2 separate regions of the Callithrix jacchus genome follow, and region 2 is linked to region 1. The links are chromatin contacts, called in public Hi-C maps. All regions are on one chromosome and are shown on one strand. The core of a region is the stretch at or near the end of the contact, and the rest is flanking DNA. Distances in the headings are between cores, read along the strand shown. Region 1 holds the start of SLC30A1 (solute carrier family 30 member 1). Region 2 has its middle 21 kb from the start of NEK2.

The links. A called contact is a pair of places that touch in the nucleus more often than the background predicts.
Region 2: a contact with region 1 is called in a Hi-C map of skeletal muscle, with 13 times the contacts expected there. The contact joins the enhancer-like site here to the promoter of SLC30A1 in region 1. A contact is called at or near these places in 3 of 3 Hi-C or Micro-C datasets (induced pluripotent stem cells and skeletal muscle).

Annotation. Positions count from the first base shown.
Region 1 is chr19:16,728,520-16,735,835 of calJac240_pri, forward strand. It overlaps SLC30A1 (solute carrier family 30 member 1), which reads right to left and starts at 4,886. Exons shown (of 2, transcript XM_008985266.5): 1 at 3,714-4,886; 2 at 867-2,110. The coding sequence starts at 4,341. The coding sequence ends at 1,209.
Region 2 is chr19:16,803,318-16,810,188 of calJac240_pri, forward strand. It overlaps the pseudogene LOC144580357. Among named protein-coding and RNA genes, the nearest start is that of NEK2, 21 kb to the right of the region's middle. Within about 2 kb of position 1,749, at least 2 of the 16 cell types and tissues checked have an H3K27ac peak or open chromatin away from gene starts, as enhancers often do.

The DNA of each region.
Region 1 (7,316 bases), core at 3,636-6,135:
AAACACTCTAATTGTGTTTGATTTGAAATCTATAGCAATAATGAAATAGCAACAAACAATTTTCTGTGTAGATATTGTGGCATCTTGCAAAATAAGCCACTATTGGAAGAACTGAATATGTAAAGACAGGATCACTTACAGAATCTTAATTTTGCTTTCTAAGAGTTTAATATCCAAACTGCATTAACCTTCTGGGTTTCTTTTCTCTCAAGTCAGTGGATCTTAGAAAGCACAAGCATTGCTGGTTGGGCTCGAAAAGCTCCATTTAAATCCATTCACAATTGGTCATCATGAAATGACTTTGAAAATATTTTTCAAACATCCAGTTTAAAAGATTACATTAATAGCTTGCATTTAGCATGTAATTATTAGGTGTCAACATCTTTAAAAATACATTATTTTGTGAGTAAACCTGCAGCTCAATGTTTTTATACCATTCTTTCAAAGAAAGTAATGCTGGTGAACATGTCTATCTTTTAGGTTAACTTTGGTGAAATAAAAAGTTGAAATTCTCAAAATAATTTAGAAATGTAGTCTGATATTAACATACAATAACCTAAATATTTAGTTTGGTAAACTTTCTTCCCTGCTCGTACTACCCCATTTGCCCTGTTGTCTGTAAACTATAGTTCAATTTGTTAATTATCTTAGTGGTTAATAGCAATACAGAATACAAGATAGTAACTGATCTTATCTCCTACTAATAGTCATGAGTCACTCTTAAAATATGTTGTCATTATACTATGTGATGATCTCAAAGGGCAATATTATCTAAAATGTCAAAGGAAACTGTTGATGATTTTAAAATTCTATCAACTATAAATTCTAATAAAGTGTAACAGTGGGGGAAAAGAAAAGCAGAGAAATTCCAGTAACAATTTTATTTATCCCCCTAATTTTTATCATGGGTAAATCCGGAAATCAAATGTCATGTTATATAAGGTTTATACTTAAAACAAAAATGTAACATAGTGTTAAAACTGGCTTTCCAAAACAGTCACAGCATAGCTGTACTCTGTACTAATAATCACAAAGTTGTAATATAGAACTCTGTTATGCAGTCCCATTATGTTCTTACAAAAATAGAATTCAACTGTGTGACCAGACAAGGACTTCAATTATACTACTTGGCAAACTTAGAATTCCAACGGAGTCTTTTTCCTCTTGCAGTTTAAAGCAAAAGTCAAATATCACATCTTTTTCAAGACTCACAAAGATGATTCAGGTTGTTTGTCCGGCATGTTTTTAATCTCTATCATGACAGAAGGGCTGTTTTCAACTTTAGTCCTCCGGGGCTTCTTCTCTAGATTGTTACTAAGTTCTAAACAAGAAATGCTAACTGTTGGGGTCTTTTCTGCATCCTTTCCAGAATGGGCTTGTGGCAGTGTCCCACAACATTGCTTCAAAGCACACTGAGTTCTGCAGGCAAGTTCACATGGGCGTACACCTGATTTAGAGCCTACACTAGCAAATTCAGGCTGAATGGTAGTAGCGTGAATTCCATGATTATGAAAAACGTCTTTAATGGTTTTAGCCACCTGCATGTATGATGTTGGATCTTCACATTTTATGTGAGCAGTGGCAATGATTCTGCTTCCAGCAAGTTGCCAAACATGTAATTCATGAACTTCCTCAACTCCTTCAACATTTCGAAGTTCTTTTATCAAATTTCTGATATCAATTTGTTTAGGAACAGTTTGTAGAAGAATAAGAGCAGATTCCTTAAGTAATGGATAGGTTGTGTAAAGAAGTATACAAACCATTACAATACAAAGAGTTGGATCTAAATATAGTACCCAGCAAGGACCAGCCTCATAAAAAGATGCATGAGTACTATTAATTATGTCTACAAATGCTTTGCAGGGGTCAGGGAAACATGGGTTCACACAAAAATCCCCTTCAGAACAACCTTTCCAAGAAAAGTAAAAGACTAAGGCATTTACTACTACAATCACTGAACCCAAGGCATCTCCAAGGACATGCAGAAAAACTCCACGCATGTTAAGTTGTCCAGCCCTATCTTCTTCCAGTTCCATATGGTCGGGTTCTCTGATAAGATTTCCATTCACTTGTACTTCCACTGTATCACCACTTCTGGGTTTTTCTGGGTCTATGAAGAAATAAAAATTTTATGTCAAATACACTTAAAGTGTTTACATAAACATTCTCATCTAATTCTTTTTAAGTGCTGATGAAGGTGAAAATTTTTTCACAAAGTACAATTAAAAAAATGTGCTCAGAGCAATTTAATATAAATTGACATTCTGGGAACGAGCCAGGACATAATGGCCAAGGCTACATTAAGTCATTGTGATATTGCTTCTTTACTCTCCTAACCACTCCTTCCTCCCCTTCTCCAAAATAGTGTCTCTTTTCTATGGTGGTGGAGTCCTGCAAACATTCTGCTATACTTCTGGGCATATACAAAGGAAAACATAAAATTGAACCCTAACACCAAAATTAAACGCAGCTAGGAATAAGTCTACTAATACAGAATACCTGATATGACACTCGGGCACTCTCCAGTTACTCTTTGTCACTGAGGCCAATTGCCTGAGAATAAAACCAATTTTAATTTTTAAACTGTTACTATGAATATAAAAGTTTCTTGGTAGAGGGACTTTAAAAACTGACAAATCAGCAATATAAATCAATAATCACAGAGATTAATAGAAAAGTTGGAAGTAAATGATGACTACATGCCCTACTAACTTTTAAATCAAAAGTACTGATCTTATCAAGAAATTACACACCAAAGTAACTTAATTTTCTTTGGAATAACACCTTGCCCAGTGGAGTGAGAGAAAAACCAATTACTTATTAAACTTTTCCAATATACAACTTGAATTTCACTAACTTGACATTCTGCACTCGAAAAGGAAAATTATGTAGCATAATAATTTATAATGATACAAGGTAACTAAACCTAAGTGAAGGAAGTGAGACCAAATTGTTAAGCACCACTGAGCTTGGGTAGTAGGACATTGGTTGAGTCATTTCTATCTACCTTCTTTCAACACTTATTTTCCAAATTTCCTTCAAGAGCACTTAATGTTAAATATGAAAAGCACTTTTAGTACAGTACGATTATGAAAAGTCCTAGGAAAACGTTAAAACATGCCCAGACAGGTCCTAAATTTATGATTTCCAGGATCAGGGATCAATGCGCTGAAGCATACACTGCTGTTCATAAAAGAAACCTTTAAGCTGGGTTTACATGCTCTGAATTCATTTATGAAACGCGTTCAATGGGCATAAGAACTACTTTGGCAGAGCAAGGTTTCCAACACCCAACAACTGGGGACGAATTAGGGATTCTCTCCGTTTCCCAAGAGGACCAAGGAACTGATTTGGGCAGCGTTTCTGACCTGCTGTAACCATAACAAGACAAGTCTCCAGCAGAGTTGGTGCAGCCTGTGCGGGTGTGGACTGCAGCAGGATGACGTTCACCTCCTGACCCTTTTACTAGGGTCAGACCCATAGTCCCCACCTACAAATATGCCAGACGCGTCCCGACTCCTTGCACCCGGCTGAGGGGGTTATGATTTCCTGGAGCGGCGGGGCGTGTGCAAGACCGGGAGGGAGCGGGCAGGGGCGGCGCGGCGCAGGCCCGCTCGGGCAGCAGGGGGCGTGCGGGCCACCCCGCCGAGGGCCAGGCGAGGCTCTGGGCTCCCCAAACCCAACCACCTGCGGCGGCGACTTGCCCGGCTTACCTGCGGGGTCCAGTTTAAGCCCGTTGGAGTTGCTGGTATTGGCCACAAGGGTGTTGGTCTCCTCCTGGTCAGGCCCCTGCTCGCCCGGGACCACGTTGATGTCGCTGCTCCCGGGGCGGCCGCTCTTATTGCGGGACCCCTTGGGGAGGCTGTGGCCGTGGCCGTGGCCGTGCCCTCCGTGCGAGTGGCCGTGGCCGGAGTCCTGGTTGAAGCCGCTGTGATGGTGGAAGAGACAGAGCCCCAGCACGTTGACCAGCAGCCCGGCCACGCCGACCCCGAGGACCACGAGCGGCTGTTGCATCTCGTGCGGCTCGATGAAACGCTCGATGGCCTCCAGCAGGATGGCGAAACAGAGGCCGGTCAGGAAGATGGCGTTCACCAGAGCCCCCATCACCTCGGCTCGGATCCAGCCGAACGTGTTCTTCTGGGTGGCGTGGGTCCGCCGGGCGAAGCGCTCGGCCACCAGCGCCACCACCAGCGCCAGCACGTCCGACAGCATGTGGAAGGAGTCGGAGAGCATCGCCAGGGACGAGGTCACCCGGCTCACCACCACCTCCAGCACCATGAACATGAAGGTCAGCGCCAGCATGCACAGCAGCCGGCCCCGGTTCCGACCCCAGCACCCCATGGCTGCGGCTGCGGGGCCCGCCGAGCCCGGGCCGGAGACTGATGCGGCGGCGGCGCTGGCCGGGCGCGGAGGGTCGGCGACCGCGACACCGAGGAGCGCCCGAGTCGGGCCGCTAGGGAAACCGCTGAGGTGCTCCCGCGGCCGCACGGGGCCGAGCCCGGGTCAAGCCGCCTAGCCCCGCGCCTGTGGGAGTCCTCCGCCAGCCGGCGGCGCCGCGGCGCGCAGCTCCTCAGGCGTCGGTCCTCAGAACAGGCGCCGAGGCCCGGCTCAGACCCAGCAGCCCTCACACCCACACCCGGGCGACGGCGGCGGCGGGGAGCTGGACTCCCGGAGCCGGGGTACCAAGAGCCGGAGCTTGGAGCAGAAGCAGGAGGGGGGCGGGCGAGGGCGACCGGCAGCTTCGCGCCGAGAAAGCTCCGAGCATCTGAGGACTCTCCTTGCTGAGCTCCTCCGCGGCCGCTTGACTGAGGAGCGGATGGCTGAGGAGCTAGAGAGGCGGCGGCCACTGCACTCGGCCCGGTCTCGGGCGCCTTCTTCGCCCCCCCGCCCCCGCCTTTGCAGACGGTTTACAAAAAAACTTTGCTTTGCACTCGGAACCCCCGTTTTCACACGGACCCGAGCGTGACAAGGCCCTGGCGCCCCGCCCACCAGGCCCGGCTCGATTTTCCATTGGTCAGAGCCCCCTCACGACAGCGTCGGCGTCCCGCCCAGCCACCCTCGCTATTGGATGGAGCCTAGGAGGGGCGGGAAGGGGGCGGGGATGCGGCTCCAACAGATGGGGGCGGGGCCATTCTCTCCCGGAGCCGGGCGTGGGCCGGGGGGCCGTGGCCGGGTGCAGCGGCTGGCGTCTCGGGGGCGCGGGCCGCGTGCAGCGGGAGGAGGAGGGGCGGGCCCGGTCCCCTAGGGCGTGGCGGAGTCCCAGCTCTAGCGCTGCGGACCCTCGCAGACTCCAGCACACCTGCGGGGGCTGGGCTGCAAACAGACTTTGATCCTCCGAGCCTAGTCCACGTGGGGGCGGGCCGCGCGGCGGCTGTATGACAGCTAGGTGACGGGGGAGGGGCCGCAGGGGAGCCCCTGAGCTTGGGGCCCTCGGGCGCTCCGTCCTTTCGAAGGACAGACGTATAAACAAGTGCGGGCGGAACTTGGGACTCTGCTGGACGCCGAGCTGAGGAGTTAGTCTTCCTGAAGGTCTGCTATGGGCGTGGACCGAATCTTTTTACGTGTTTCAGGAAAGGCAGTTTCTCCTATCACCTTCAGCCCCAGGAGACATTGTGTAAACTCAGGTGTCTCTGTCACAGATTATCTAAGAACAATTTAGGGTACAGACTTCAGGCAGGAGAAACCTCGGCTCTGCTCCTTGCCTTGTCAATAGCCAGCTGTGTGGCTTTGAACAAGTCACCTAATCTCTCTAGACCTGTTTCCCCATCTATAAAGGATTGGACACATGCAACGCTGAAGATCCCCGTCTGACTCCAAAATTCTAAGGCTCTATGATTTAACATTTATTTATAGACTGCACATGGCGGAATCCTGTGCTGGTTGCTATGGGAAGGGGGAAGGGGAGGGGCAGTAAGAATACAAAAGTAGGAGCTTCTGTCCAGGTGGAGGTAAAATATAAACATGGCATTTTAAAATTACGATGGAATACTCTTGATAAATTGTACTATCTAGTTTAGACCGAATACATAAGCACTGTGCTGTGGGTGGAGATGAGTTGATCTGGAAGGGAACCGCTTCCCGATGTAAGATGGGGTGGTGGCTGGAATCAGAATGGCTTAAGCTGGACCCAAAAGGCCTCACCACAGCTCCTGAACAGCAGAAAGACCCTCACTGCTCTAGATTGCTACAGGACAAATGCAGTGCCAGCTATTGCCTAGAGATGTGTATACAAGGCTTGTTTGGAGCTGTAAATTTTGCTTTTTTTTTTTTTTTTTTTTTTTTTGGTGACGGATTCTGGCTCTGATGCTCAGGTTGGAGCGCAGTGGCGCAATCTCAGCTCACTGCAACTTCTGCCTCCCAGGTTCAAGAGATTCTCCTGCCTCAGCGTCTCCAGTAGCTGGGACAACAGGCGCCTGCCACCATGCCTGGCTAATTTTTGTATTTTTAGTAGAAACAGGTTTCACCATATTGGCCAGGCTGGTCTCGAATGTCTGACCTTATGATTTGCCCACTTCCACCTCCCAAAGTGCTGGGATTATAGGTGTGAACCACCACACCTGGCCTGTTTTGGTATTCTTATAATTCCTATAAAATTGTTTTCACTTGTGAGTGGTGTGTTTCCAATTTCATCCAGACTGGAGAGCTGGATCATCACCTGTTTCTGTTTGGCTGGAATATAAAGAATGGAGGAGAATTTCCAAGACATTATAAAGGAGAAAAAAAATGATAGAATTTGATGATTAATTGGGTATTGGGAAGGAGCAAGCTAAGTAGGAGAACAAAGATGTTTCTAACCTGATGAGGAAAATACTGCCTTAAATAGGTGAAGACGTTGGGAAGGGGGGCCAAGGCGCTGATTTTTAGGAGAAAAATAAGAGCTCCATTTTTTTTTTTTTTTCTGGGACAGTCTCGCTCTGTTGCCCAGGCTGGAGTGCAATGGTATGATCTCGGCTCACTGCAATGTCTGCCTCCCGGGTTCCAGTGATTCTCCTGCCTCAGCCTCCTGAGTAGCTGGGATTACAGGCTAGCGGTACCATGCCCAGCTAATTTTGTGTATTTTTAGTGGATATGGGGGTTTCACCATGTTGGTCAGGCTGGTCTTGAACTCCTGACCTCGTGATCCACTCACCTTGGCCTCCCAAAGTGCGGGGTTTATGGATGTAAGCCACCGCTCCCAGCGAGCTCCATTTTTAATGTCCTTAATTTGAAGTGAAGTCTGGGTTGGAGCAGTGCTCAAGGATGTATTAATAGGTTTAGGACTTCCATAACTTCCTCTCCTTTGATATGGACAAGTGACATTTTTCTGATCATATGTA
Region 2 (6,871 bases), core at 499-2,998, 72 kb after region 1:
CTTTTACAATGATGTTGTCACTTCATAATTTAACTGTTTTTTTTTTTCTTGTTTTTTTTTTTTTTGAGAGAGTTTCACTCTGTCACCCAGGCTGGAGTGCAATGGCGTGATCTCAGCTCACTGCAACCTCCGCCTCCTGGGTTCAAGCGATTCTCCTGCCTCAGCATCCCAAGTAGCTGGAACTACAAGTGTGCACCACCATGCCCAGCTAATTTTTATATTTTTAGTAGAGATGAGGTTTCACCATGTTGGCCAGGATGGTCCCGATCTCTCGACCTCATGATCCACCTGCCTCAGCCTCCTGAAGTGCTGGGATTACAGGCATGAGCCATCGCACCTGGACTAATTTTTGTATTTTTTAAAGTGGAGACAGGGTTTCACCATATTGGCCAGGCTGGTCTCTAACTCCTGAACTCAAGTGATCTACCCACCTCAGCTTCCAGAAGTGCTGGGATTACAGAGGTGAGCCACTGCGCCCGGCCTGTTTTTCTGTTTGTTTATTTGTTTTTGTTTTAATGGAGTGAATCATCTGTTAACGCTTTCTGTGAACGTGTGACTACGATTGTGGAACACTCTGTTGCATCAAGGTTGCCAGAGATTGTCTCAGAGAGAGTCTGGGCAGCGGGAGAAGGGCGGATTTGTTTCCTGGCTGGGTGGTTGTTGGGCATCTAGGGAAGAGCAGCCTTGGTTGCCTGGGATTTCAGCAGCTCGAGGGGAGCCGTGGGGCCCCAGAGCTGTGGCTGTGGCTGTGTCTATGGTGTCAGAAATGTAAGTAAGGTGCCTCCGTAGAGGTTAGCAAGGGTGTCCCTCTGAATGCGGGGTGGAATGCAACCTTTCACATGGAGGAGGCTCCTCAGCAGCTGACCTCTGTCCTCCTTGCGTAGAGGGTGGGAGGCTGAGGCTGGGGCTGAGTGAGGGGTAAAGAAAGCCACACGTGAGCACAGCCCGGGCTGGTTCCATCCTCCCCCATGGTGTGAAATCCATCAGTCTAACAGGGATCCCTATTTTCCAGCCACCAAGTCACAATGAGCAATAATCTCTTCTTGCTGGTGCATACAAATTCACTTCATTCTTTTTTAAACAGCTGCCCTGTATCATCTTTTGCTTTCAGCCCCAGTCCCGCCGAGGACAGCCTTATCTTAGTCACTGAGGGAACTAGCTTGCCTAACTGAAAGGGTGTTGCCCTAAAAGGAGGAGGGTCTTCTGGAAATACAAAAGGCTTCAGGGGAGGGCAGTCCTGAATGAGGTGGCCCTCAGGAGTGGGGGACACTGGACCGCCTGAGGGTACTGGGCAGCTGGCCGGGCTTTTGAGGACATGCAAAGCCATACTGTAGAGGATGCCGAGCAAAGGCGGTGGGGGGGGGGGCATGGGGTCCTACTGGGGTCACCTGAAAGCCCCCTCTCCGGCCTCCCCCACGCTAACTCACCTCTCCTGGCACACAAGTCCAGAAAGGCCACTGGCCCTAACCATGCTGGCTCTGCGTCCACCTTCCTCTTCAATTCAAATGTCTTGGGTAAAGCCATGAGTTATGATGCTTAACCCATCCCTGTGGGAAACTGGATGGCTTGGGGCACAGAGCGGACCTTTTGCTGTCTTGGGGAGGCAGTGGAGGGTTATTGCCAAAAGCCTGAGCTCTGGAGCTGTGAACACTGAATCTGAGTTTCCCCGTGTAAAATGTGACTCGATACCCCTGCTTCACAGGGGTATTGTGAGGACTGAAGGAAATAATGGGGAGAGGTCATTAAACCAATGCCGGGTATGGACTCTGGCAGTAACTCCAGTTGCTCAGACTAGTCGGGGAGGGTGGGACGGCGGCTCTAGAAGAGCAATGGCGCCACCTTGCGGTTTTGTCAGCCAGGACAGCTGGTTAATCTGATTCAAATCCAGTGACCCTTTTTCAAGCGCCTGTGAGTAGGCTGTGCTGGGTTCAACTCATTATTATTTAAACATGTAAACTCTGTAATGGTAAGTACAGTGCTAGTGTCTAGCAGAGCATCTTAGCAGAGATCTTAAGATCTTTGTGATGCTGGAGAAACATCATTTGGGAGGAACCTGCTCCCCACGGCCCCATCAAAGGGACCCCCTGCTTCTTTAAATATTATTGTACTTTAAGTTCTGGGGTACATGTGCAGAATGTGCAGGTTTGTTACATAGATATACACGTGCCATGGTGGTTTGCTGCACCCATCAACCCGTTGTCTACATTAGGTATTTCTCCTAATGCTATCCCTCCCCTAGCCCCTCACCGACAACAAGCCCTGGTGTGTGATGTTCCCCTCCCTGCATTCATGTGTTCTCATTGTTCAGCTCTCACTTATGAGTGAGAACATCCGGTATCTGATTTTCTGTTCCTGAGTTACTTTGCTGAGAACAATGGTTTCCAGCCTCATCTGTGTCCCTAAAAAGGACACGATATCATCCTTTTTTATGGCTGTATAGTGTTTCATGGTGTATATGTGCTACATTTTCTTTATCCAGTCTCATTGATGGGCATTTGGGTTGGTTCTAAGTTTTGCTATTGTGAATAGTGCTACAATAAATATACCTGTACATGTGTCTTTATAGTAGAATGATTTATAATCCTTTGGGTATATACCCAGTAATGGGATTGCTGGGTCAAATGGAATTTCTATTTCTAGATCCTTGAGGAATCGCCACACTGTCTTCCACAATGGTTGAATTAATTTATACTCCCACCAGCAATGTAAAAGCCTTCCTATTTCTCCACATCCTCTCCAGCATCTGTTGTTTCCTGATTTTTTTAATGACCACCATTCTAACTGGTGTGAGATGGTATCTCATTGTGATTTTGATTTCCATTTCTCTAATGACCAGTGATGATGAGCTTTTGTTCAAATATGTGTTGGCGGCATAAATGTCATCTTTTAAGAAGTGTCTGTTCATATCCTTTGACCACTTTTTCATGGGATTTTTTTTCTTGTAAATTTGTTTAAGTTCCTTGTAGATTCTAGGTATTGCCTCTTTGTCAGATGGTCAGACTGCAAAAATTTTCTCCGATTCTGTAGGTTGCCTGTTCACTCTGATGATAGTTTCTTTTGCTGTGCAGAAGCTCTTTAGTTTAATTAGATCCCATTTGTCAATTTTTGCTTTTGCTGTCATTGCTTTTGGTGTTTTAGTCATGAAGTCTTTGCCAATGCCTACGTCCTGCATGGTATTGCCTAGGTTTTCTTCTAGGATTTTATGGTTTTAGGTTTTACATTTAAGTCTTTAATCCATCTTGAGTTAATTTTTGTATAAGGTATACGGAAGTGGTCCAGTTTCAGCTTTCTGCATATGGCTAGTCAGTTTTCCCAAAACCATTTACTAAATAGGGAATCCTTTCCCCATTGCTAGTTTTTGTCAGGCTTGTCAAAGATCAGATGGTTGTAGTTGTGTGGCATTATTTCTGAGGCCTCTGTTCTGTTCCATTGGTTTATGTATCTGTTTTGGTACCAATACCATGCTGTTTTTGTTACTATTGCCTTGTGGTATAGTTTGAAGTCAGGTAGCATGATGCCTCCAGCTTTGTTCTTTTTGCTTAGGATTGTCTTGGCTGTGCAGGCTCTTTTTGGGTTCCATATGAAATTTGAAGTAGTTTTTTCTAATTCTTTGAGGAAAGTCAATGGTAGCTTGATGGGGAGAGCATTGAATCTATAAATTACTTTGGGTATAATGGCCATTTTCATGATATTGATTCTTCCTACCCATGAGCATGGAATGTTTTTCCATTTGTTTATATCTTCTCTTATTTCCTTGAGCAGTGGTTTGTAGTTCTCCTTGAAGAGGTGAAGGGACCCCCTTCTAATCTACCATCACTGCCCAAATACCCCAGGCATTCCCACCTTCAGCGGGGAACTGTAAACAAGGTTTTGTTGGCTTAAGACCAAGGAGAGGGGACTCATGATTAGATTTGAAATGTCTCCTCAGTTTCCAAGACTCTGCCAGCTTTCAAGTCCTGCCCTGTTGTTTCTCCCAGTTTTGCTCAAATCCCCAGTCCTGCCCCCAGCCCACCACTGGTCTGTTGTCTTCCCTGCTCTCTCCTCCGACCCCCTCAGGTCTCTCATTCCCTTTGCTTTTCCCCTCCACCCCGACCTCCACTCTAACCTGCTATGGTTAGTCTCCTCCTCTTCCTGCTGCACCGCAATCTTCTTCTGAGATTGCAGCTCCCAACTCCCGCTTCTCTCTGCTCCTTTACACTCATCGCTACCATGCTCTATGGATGATTAGTTTCTGACTGTCTTGCCCCATTTGAAGGGGTCAGTAAGGGCAGGGATTTCAATGTTTCTTCATGGCTGTATCTTCAGCACCTTAAACAGTGCCTGGCTCATAGTGGGTGCTCAATAGCTGCTTGTTGGTTGAATTAAGCAATGAATGAAAATATAAAGGTGAAATCTGGGATGAGAAGCTGTCCAGCATGGCTCAGGTTTCAAAACGAGAAGAAAATGTATTCTTTTCTAAGGTAGAAAGGCATTTCCCAGAGAAAGGGGTGGTTTTACAGCCAAGTAACCTGCACAGCCACACAGGACCCCACATGCAGAAAAACCTAGTATTCGGAAGGCCTTGGTGCCTGGAGTCTAGCATTGCGAGGTTGAAGTCTTGAAATTCTTAATACTTGTATCTTTCTGTCTGTTTGTTTGTTTGTTTGTTTGTGTGTTTTTGAGATGGAGTCTCATTCTGTCTCCCAGGCTGGGGTGCAGTGGCATGATCTCAGCTCACTGCAGCCTCCGCCTCCTGGGTTCAAGAGATTCTCCTTCCTCAGTCTCTTGAGTAGCTGGGACTACAGGTGCCCACCACCATGCCCAGCTAATTTTTGTATTTTTAATAGAGTTGGAGCTTCACCATATTGGCCAGGCTGGTCTCAATCTCCTGACCTCAGGCCATCCACCCCCCTCAGCTTCCCAAAGTGCTGGGATTACACTTGGGAGCCACTGCACCGGCTAATACTTGTGTCCTTGAATTTGCCTTTTGTAAGTGGAGTTTGATGGGACAATGGAGCCTGTGTGGGGGCTCAGGCCTCTGCTCAAGCATGTTCCCACCTCCCTTCATCCCCATAGACTCCCAGATGGCTCTCAGACCCCTCCCTAACCTTTAGTGCACTGGGTCCCACCCAACCTCCCCTTCTCATAACCAGAAGGGGCCCAGGCATAGGCAAGGGGAGGGTCAGTGTTGAGTATTCAGCCTCCAGTGCATCCCCAGGCAGGGCATGGCAGCAGCTGTCCTGAACCCATTTCCCCTCTCCCCCATGGCATGTCTGGTGGGCAGCCAGCTGGAGGCCATGTCTTGGCAAGGGCCATCCAGATACCCTGTTCCAAGTATAAAGTCCCAGCGTGAAGGTTTAAAGATCCTCCTTGGAGGTGGCCCATCTGCCATCGCCTGGGCCAATTGGCCTGTGTGAAAGGAAGATGCCTGCCTCTGCTCCTCCGGGCCTGGCATTGTGGAGGTCTGGTGACTGGAGGAAGGGGGAACCGAGCAGGTGTCAGAGTCAAGGGTTCCCAGATGCCTGAAGGTCTTGTATGTCTGTCTCCTCTGGTCAACTTGAGGCACCCTCAGAGAAGACCCACAAAATATGAATTGTATAATTCATTCCCTATCTGAGCTGAATGCTCTGCTATTGACATTTAAAATCAGCACTGCACAATAGAAATGGTAAAATTCATGCTAATCATTTAAAATTTTAATTTTTCTTTACTTAGAATATTAAATAGCAAATAGCATTGCAATAAGCAGAGAGAGAGAGAAACCTTGGAAGAAAGGAAAACGCTATATAGGTACCTTTTGGGGTACTTGTTTCCTGCTTTTCGAACAAGAGTCCTACATTTTCATTTAGCACTGGGTCTTGCAAATTATACAGCTGGCCAGGAGTCATACTCAGTATTTATGTCAAGCTGATTCTGTTAGGATTAAAGGCCTGGTCGTCAGTTTCTGATTGTGTTTGGATAGTATCATTTGTACTTGATGGAACCAGGTTACCGGTTGAGTCATATCCGACATATATGAAAAAGCTATTTCCTCTCACTGATTATTAACCCTTCATAACCTGGTCTTATTTCATTAAGCTAAAAGCAGGAAAATCTGATAAAGGAAAAGGCACAGCAGAGACTGCTGATTTATACTAAAAGTCAGATACATATATATATATATATATATATATAAAAGATATATACATATATGTCATATATGTGTAAGATATGTCATATATATACTAAAAGTCAGATATATATATGATACACACATACACACACACACACACACACACACACACACAGATATGTATCTCCATCAAAATTCAAAATAGCTTTCCTTCAAGGCTGAGATATATCCCAACAGGTTTGAGCTTAGATCAGGTTTCTCAAAAGTGGCACTACTGACATAGGGAGCCAATCATAGTCTTGAGAGATACAACATCAAATGCCATAATCCCCAATGTCATAATCCTGAAGTCCCAAAAGGTCAAAATCCTTAAAGTCTAAATCCTGAAAATCATAATCCTGAAAGAGCAGAAGTCTAAAAATGTAACTCTGGAAAAAATAATTTAAAAATTATTTCGAAGATATTTATTTACCCTTTTTTTGCATTTACATTTATTTACATTTTTAAAAGGGAGTTTGAAAACATATAAAAACACAGAATACGTGCCGGGCACAGTGGCTCATGCCTGTAATCTCAGCACTTTGGGAGGCAGAGGCGGGTGGATCACCTGAAGTCAGGAATTTGAGACCAGCCTGACCAACGTGGAGAAACCCCGTCTCTACTAAAAATACAAAATTAGCTGGGCATGGTGGCACATGCCTGCAATTCCAGCTACTCTGGAGGTTGGGACAGGGGAATCGCTTGAACCCAGGAGGCAGGGGTTGCAGTGAGCCAAGATCG